2 separate regions of the Zea mays genome follow, and region 1 is linked to region 2. Evidence: chromatin contacts called from public Hi-C data. All regions are on one chromosome and are shown on one strand. Each heading gives the region's core, a stretch centred on a gene start, on an enhancer-like site or on the middle of the called end of the contact. The rest is flanking DNA. Distances are from core to core; before and after follow the strand shown. Region 1 holds the start of LOC100285265 (casein kinase I). Region 2 holds the start of LOC606483 (phosphoenolpyruvate carboxylase kinase 1).

Region 1 (3,182 bases), core at 276-2,775, 310 kb after region 2:
CGTCGTAATCAAATACATCACATAACACACACTAACCCCAAGCCAGCCAAGTCACTAGTGCAGGATCTTTTGGGCTTCTCAAGTGCAGCAAAATGCACGTAAAAAACATTCGGCTCAAATGTAATGAGTTGGCCAGCAAGAGTGAAGCATGTATATAGGATCAGACCTGATTGGCTTTCCTACCAAGCCCCATAAGAAAATTATCAGGCTTTATATCACGGTGCAGAAACCCCTTTTGATGCATGTACTCGACCCGATTAATCTGAAAGATAAGCAAGAAACGTGTTAACACTAGCAATTTCCCTATGCACATCGAACTGAGATTAACGTTAAGAAACAAACTGGAAGAGTTTGAACAAAAATCTGGGATTTAGTGTTCACCATTTGGTCAGCAAGCATGAGCACGGTCTTGAGAGAAAACTTTCTACTGCAATAGTTGAACAAGTCCTCAAGGCTAGGGCCGAGAAGATCGATCACCATCACGTTATACTCCCCCTCAACGCCGAACCACTTCAGGTGCGGAATGCCAGCTGTGACGAAACAAAAAAAAGGGGGGGAGCGGAAGGTTAGCCCAACTCGCGCATCATGCTAGCAACTAACCACAGAGTACCGTCCCAGAAGTAAAACTGGACAGGACAGGACAGGACTCTAGGGCCTACTTCCTCCTTGGAGAAGCATGTATAGCTTGGACTCGTAGTGAAGCTGCGGGTGCTTCGTCTTGACATTTTCCTGCGCAATCGAAGCAGCAATGACGAAGTAGACCAATCATATGGTAACAAGTAAATAGCAATCGGAGAGAATCCAGTACCAGCTTGACGGCGACCTCCTCTCCGGTCTGCACGTTCACAGCTGCGAGCAGCAAAGCAACAGCAAACGAAGTGAGCGCCTTTCCGAGCGACGAGAACACACGGACGGGGCCGGCATCTTATCTTATCAGTCCGTGGAGCGGGGGGGGGGGGGGGGGGGGGGGGGGGGTAGACGACAGGGAAGGGAACTCACCTAGGAAGAGCTCCCCGAACGACCCGCTCCCGATCTTCTTGCCGAGCTTGAACTTGCCTCCGACCACATGATCCATCTCGGCCCCGAGGCGAATCGAGAGGCCTCGGTCCCCGCTAGTCCGGCGAGATCCGAGCGCGGCCGAATCGAGTCGGGATTCGCGGCAGCTGCAGCTCAGCGAGGCCAGATCCGGACGGCGAGCCGAGGAATCCACGCAGCGGCTAGCTCCAATCGAACGAACGAGCAAAGCAAGGGGGATAAGAACAAAGGAGCGAGCGAGCGAACGGACAGAAGTGGAATCTAAGTCGGGCGAAAGCGGGGCGGGTCCCGGGACCGGAGAAGCGAAGCAAGCAGCGGGGGAAAACACTCCTTACTCCGAGTGGAATTCCTGGTGGCGAGGGCACGGGCGGCGGAATCCGGAAGCGGCGGGTGGGAGAGGCAGAGGGAGGGGACGGGGAGTCGAGAGAAGACGACGACAGCAAGAAGTAGAAGAGTGGGGGAGGAGACCGACGCGGAAGGGAAAAGACGGGAGGGGGCGGAAATGGGCAGCAGCCGATAAGGAAACTGAATACTACTAACTGGGAGCAGGTTCGCACAGCACAGGCAAGGCAAGGCAAGGCAAGGCAGCGGACAGCTGCGCCCGCCTTTCGCTTTGCTCTTGTTGCTCTTCGCTTTCTCTCCGGGCCGCCACTTTTTTTCTTAATAATAATATAGTGTAAAAAAATAATACTCTCGCTCATTGAAACTCTCTGCTGTTGGGACGAAGGAAAAAAACATCTTCTTTCCCTTTTCTTTGAAAGACAGCATAACTACATTACATGTGTATTTATTTTATATGCAGGTAATGAAATGGAGTATATTATATACATGTAACAGTAATTGCCTATAAACGTACAGTAATGATTAATCCATGACGGGCTGCGCGTCCCCCATCACTCGTGTCCTCTCCACCCTTTCCTTTCGTCCCATGGAATCCGGTCTCGGTTGCAATTTTAGAGCTAGTTTGACAACCCGATTTTTATATGGAATTTTCAATTTCTCGATAGAAATAAACTAATTTCCTATGAAAAAATAAAAAACTTTGGAAAATTTGGGTTTCCAAATCAGCTATTAGAATTTCACCTTCTTTTTTTTCTTCTGGACCACCCTCGTAGAATGTTGCAGTCTCCTACTACAACAATACACGTAACCTAAACCTAAACGCGCGCAACGCAAGGCATGTCCTAGCTGCAATTAGCATCGCGTCGACCAGCAGATTTCTCTCCAATCCGGGCCGGGCCGGCCCGGCTCCCGCTTCTGTTCTGCACACGTCCCCTCGGCTTCACGTGCTTCTGCGCTCGACCACGTCGCTCTGGCTTTGGCTATGCTTTGCTGTGCATCGGCGGAGTCCAACACTAGATATTTTGTCTAATAATTTAGTTCACCTACTCCACTGCAACTCTTAATTGTTTTTTTTGCATATTTTTGTCATTAATTCTCAGACCGTTTAGGTCCGATGAAAAAAATCACTTGTTGCGAACACTATTCTCAACCAACAATAAAATACATGGCATGTCTCATGTAAAAATACGGTGCAGAAAATGCATGCGTACATGGGAAGGGAGTCACGTAACTATAGTTTTATTTTGCTGAAATATAATAGCTTGTTTAGCTTGCGAGCTGACTCGTTAACAAAATGAGCTAGAATGCTAGCATAGTTTATAAAAAAATCAAACAAATTGATTCGACTCGACCATGAAATAAACGAGCCGACGAGACAAGAGCATTTTCTCCAACCCTATATTACATGTAAGGTGAAGAAAAAAAAAAGAACAGGATGGGGTAATTGAATGTAAATGAATGAAAAGGAAAAATGGTCGGCGCGGCGCGTAGCTTCCACGCAGAAACCCCTCGATCTGATGCAAAAGGTCCTGGTGCTCTTTCTTGCGATGCTTCCTTTTTATCTTCTTCTGTTTTACAAGCGAAAGCCCTGCATTTTCCTCGTGGCGACACTTGGACCGAGGGCTCTCATAACCCAAGAGCAGCACGTGCTCGTGGATTGACAGGGTCGTCTCGTGGGCCGAGACGGGGCACGACACCGCCATCTCGCCGCTGATCGAGGATCCAGCAACGAGCGTCGACGTGGATGTGGATACCAAGTCAACACGTTATACACACATAGCAAAAGACACGGCCCTAGAAAAAAA
Region 2 (3,272 bases), core at 714-3,213:
TTACTCGTTGCTGTAGAATTAATTTGACATATAATTTAGTCACTTAAGCAGCGAAACAGGTGATTTCTTCTCGCCATTAGAACAACCATCAACCACAGCAATGCACTCCATGTACAGGTACAATTGCGCGAGCTATTCTGTCACACGACGAGCATCCAGACAGCCAGAACAGTGATGTGACTGCGACTTGATTTCCGAACTGCAAACTTGCAATTGATATCGCAGTCCTAATAATCAATGAATTGGTGGGTAGTACCCTTTCCCCGTTCACAATTAAAAAAGCAACCAGCAAAAAAAAAAAATGAAAACTGTTTGAAGTCGTTGCCAAACTGCAAACCCGAAAGCATATAGTACCTCTGATCTTTTTTACCTGTCGTTTGTTAGTATTAAATTCATCTATCCAGTAACAAGTAAAAAGAAACGGAGGGAGTAATCGTTTGAAGCCTAACACATTCAGGATGTATATTTCATTCAAGGTTCCAACACAGTAGAAACTCACAGTCACAGTGAACCCGGAAGCATTTTCTCCTGAACAGAGCTAGTCGTCTCTTCCTCAGCCATAAGAAGGCTGTGCTATACACATACATGGGTTTGGGTTGCAATGCAAACAAGCTAAGACGAGCACAGGATTACTGCAGAACAGAGCAAACCCAGGAAGAGGCAGCCCTCCTAAATCCCTGCTTAGCCTAACGATTACTTCTTTCTGCGTGCTACTGGTAACCAACTACAGCACTAGTGTCCAAATTCACGATCATTTGCCAGAACCATAGCGAAGAGATCAACAGCAAAAGGTCCTTCTCTACTCCTCTTGGATTGGATGGAGGACGCCACTATGTACACTTCGGATGGAGATTCATCGGATGCGGCGCGGAGCATCTAAACCAGTCTACCGCCAGGCACACTTCCGCCGCGAGTCACAATCCATGGGTGACCTGCAGGTAGATGGAAACAGGAGGGTAAGAAGATGAGCAGACAATTCAGGCGACAGACAGACGAGATGTTGGTGCTTACTCAGGACTTGCTCGGCGGAGAGCCTGCGCCAGACGTCCCTGCAGAGCATGCGGCGCAGGAGGTCCTTGGCCTCGGGCGAGACGGCGGCGAAGGCGCGCGGAGGGAAGCGCAGGTTCCCGCGGAGCACGGCCTGGAAGATCTCCCCCGCGGTGGCGCCGGAGAAGGGCACGGTCCCGGAGAGCATCATGTAGAGCACGACCCCGGCGCTCCAGACGTCCACCTTCTCGGTGTACTCCCTGCCGGCCACCACCTCGGGCGCGACGTAGTAGGGCGTCCCGACCAGCCCCGTCATGGGCCTGCCGTCCCCGAACCAGGCGGCGGAGCCGAAGTCCCCGAGCCTGAGCGCGCCGCCGGCGGCGGCGTCGAAGAGGAGGTTGTCGGGCTTGACGTCGCGGTGCGCGACCCCGCGGCGGTGGCAGCCGGCGAGCGCGTCGGCGAGCTGCGCCATCAGCTCCGCCGCCTCGGGCTCCGGGAGCGCGCCCCGCGCGGAGACGAGCGCGAACAGGTCCCCGCCCGCGCACAGGTCCAGCACCAGGTGCACGGCGTCGGCGTCCACGAAGGCGGCGTGCAGCGCGACCACGTGGCGGCTGGCGGCAGACGCCAGGTGGTGCACCTTGGGCTCCTGCTCCGCCAGCGCCAGGTCCAGCGGGTCCGCCCGCAGCGCCGCCTTGGGCGTCGTCTTGAGCGCGAACGGCTCCCCCGTGGCGGCGGCGTAGCAGCGGCGGACCGTCCCGAACCGGCCGCGCCCGATCTCCTCGCCGACCACGTACTCCCGCCGCAACGCCTCCTCCGCGGCGCCGCCCATGCTCGTACTTGGTCCGCTCCGGTGGTCTGGTGTCTGTGTGTCCTCGGTGAGATCGGGTTAGGGTTGGGTTGGGTTGGCGTTGGCGTTGCTGCTTGTGCGCTGCTCTGGTCTCCACCCGCCGGACGCCTTTTAATGCAGCTTCGTGTTGTTCAGGTGGTGGGACTGGGTCCCAGCCTCCCCAAGGGATCCGAATATTCCACGCTGTCTCTGCTGCTGTTTTGGCATGGAGATGGAGGCAGGCACAGGCAGGGAGGTTGATTTTGACTGACAATCCAGGATTCAAGATGCCCCGACTCCGATGAATCACACACTACGTACTTGCCCAATGATTCGATATCCCCCTGTCGAAATAACTAACATAATGTATAAAATTCCCCTCAATCAAAAAGATAATTTACAAGATTCTTGCGTTTAGGATAATATAATGCGTATCATTGCCGCCCGGGAAAGGGTTTTAGATTGGGCGAGACGTGGTTTCCGGCGACCGGGCGCGGGTTTAGGGCAGGCAGATTAATGACTGATGACACGTATCTGGACAAGTGACAGCATGGCCGATGGCCCACAGCCCACATGAGGCAGTGAATTATTAGGGGGGCGTCACCACGTCAGGTCAGGTTTGCATGCATTGCAACGTGGCGTCTCTGCAGGGGGTGGGACATGCATGCATTGCATGATGTTCATGAATCATATGAACCATGCATGATTCGACTGACTCCAACCGTATCAGCATCTTCTTCTGTTTTGGTCTCTGTTAAGAAAAAAAATAAAATGACTACTGATTCTGCGTGTCATGGTGTTCTTTGAAAAGTTGCTGGCGCGAACACAAACACGCTAAAGTCCATCCATCCGTGCGTCCATTCCATGCACACGACATGGCTTCAATTTCGCGTAACGCATGCATGACTAGGGCCGTTGGAATACCTGCCTCGTGAGCGTGCATGCGCTGCCAAATGTGGCGGTAACCTGCTGCTAGCTGCTTTCGTGTCTACAAACAGCCTACTCCGTGTGCAGCGACATACGTGCGGCCGGGCAGATGAGTGGGGCATTGGCAGCCTGCAAACTGGATCGGGAAGAGACAAAAAAAAGTTAGGCTCGGGATGCATGATGCATGCCCGACTTGATTACCCGAGGACGCCTTAACCCAACCGGCCAACCTTGGTACGGACGGACACGGACGTATGCTGCTCGTTCTACTATTATTACAATATGAATATCGCGGTTCTTGGCAATGGCCAGCAACGTACGGTGATTCTTCGTCGTGTCTCTAGAGATCAATACAGTCCAGCAGCCGGACCTCCGCATTGAAGCTGGCTAGACAGCCTAGACTTGCTACAGAGTACGGAGGCACCCGACCAGCGTTCGGCGCCGCTTCCGCCGCCCCAAGGCCGGACCGCGGCCGAACCGCCGCCGTCGTCGTTGAAGGATCTCACGGGAACGTGCACAGGCTCGACCGACG

The links. A called contact is a pair of places that touch in the nucleus more often than the background predicts.
Region 1: a contact with region 2 is called in a Hi-C map of tassel, with 2.1 times the contacts expected there. The contact joins the promoter of LOC100285265 here to the promoter of LOC606483 in region 2. A contact is called at or near these places in 3 of 25 Hi-C or Micro-C datasets (leaf and tassel).

Annotation. Positions count from the first base shown.
Region 1 is chr5:223,434,958-223,438,139 of Zm-B73-REFERENCE-NAM-5.0, forward strand. It overlaps LOC100285265 (casein kinase I), which reads right to left and starts at 1,526. Exons shown (of 14, transcript NM_001158159.2): 1 at 1,000-1,526; 2 at 809-849; 3 at 660-729; 4 at 382-530; 5 at 167-262. The coding sequence starts at 1,075.
Region 2 is chr5:223,123,377-223,126,648 of Zm-B73-REFERENCE-NAM-5.0, forward strand. LOC606483 (phosphoenolpyruvate carboxylase kinase 1) reads right to left here and starts at 1,964. Exons shown (of 2, transcript NM_001158445.2): 1 at 1,012-1,964; 2 at 510-932. The coding sequence starts at 1,816. The coding sequence ends at 877.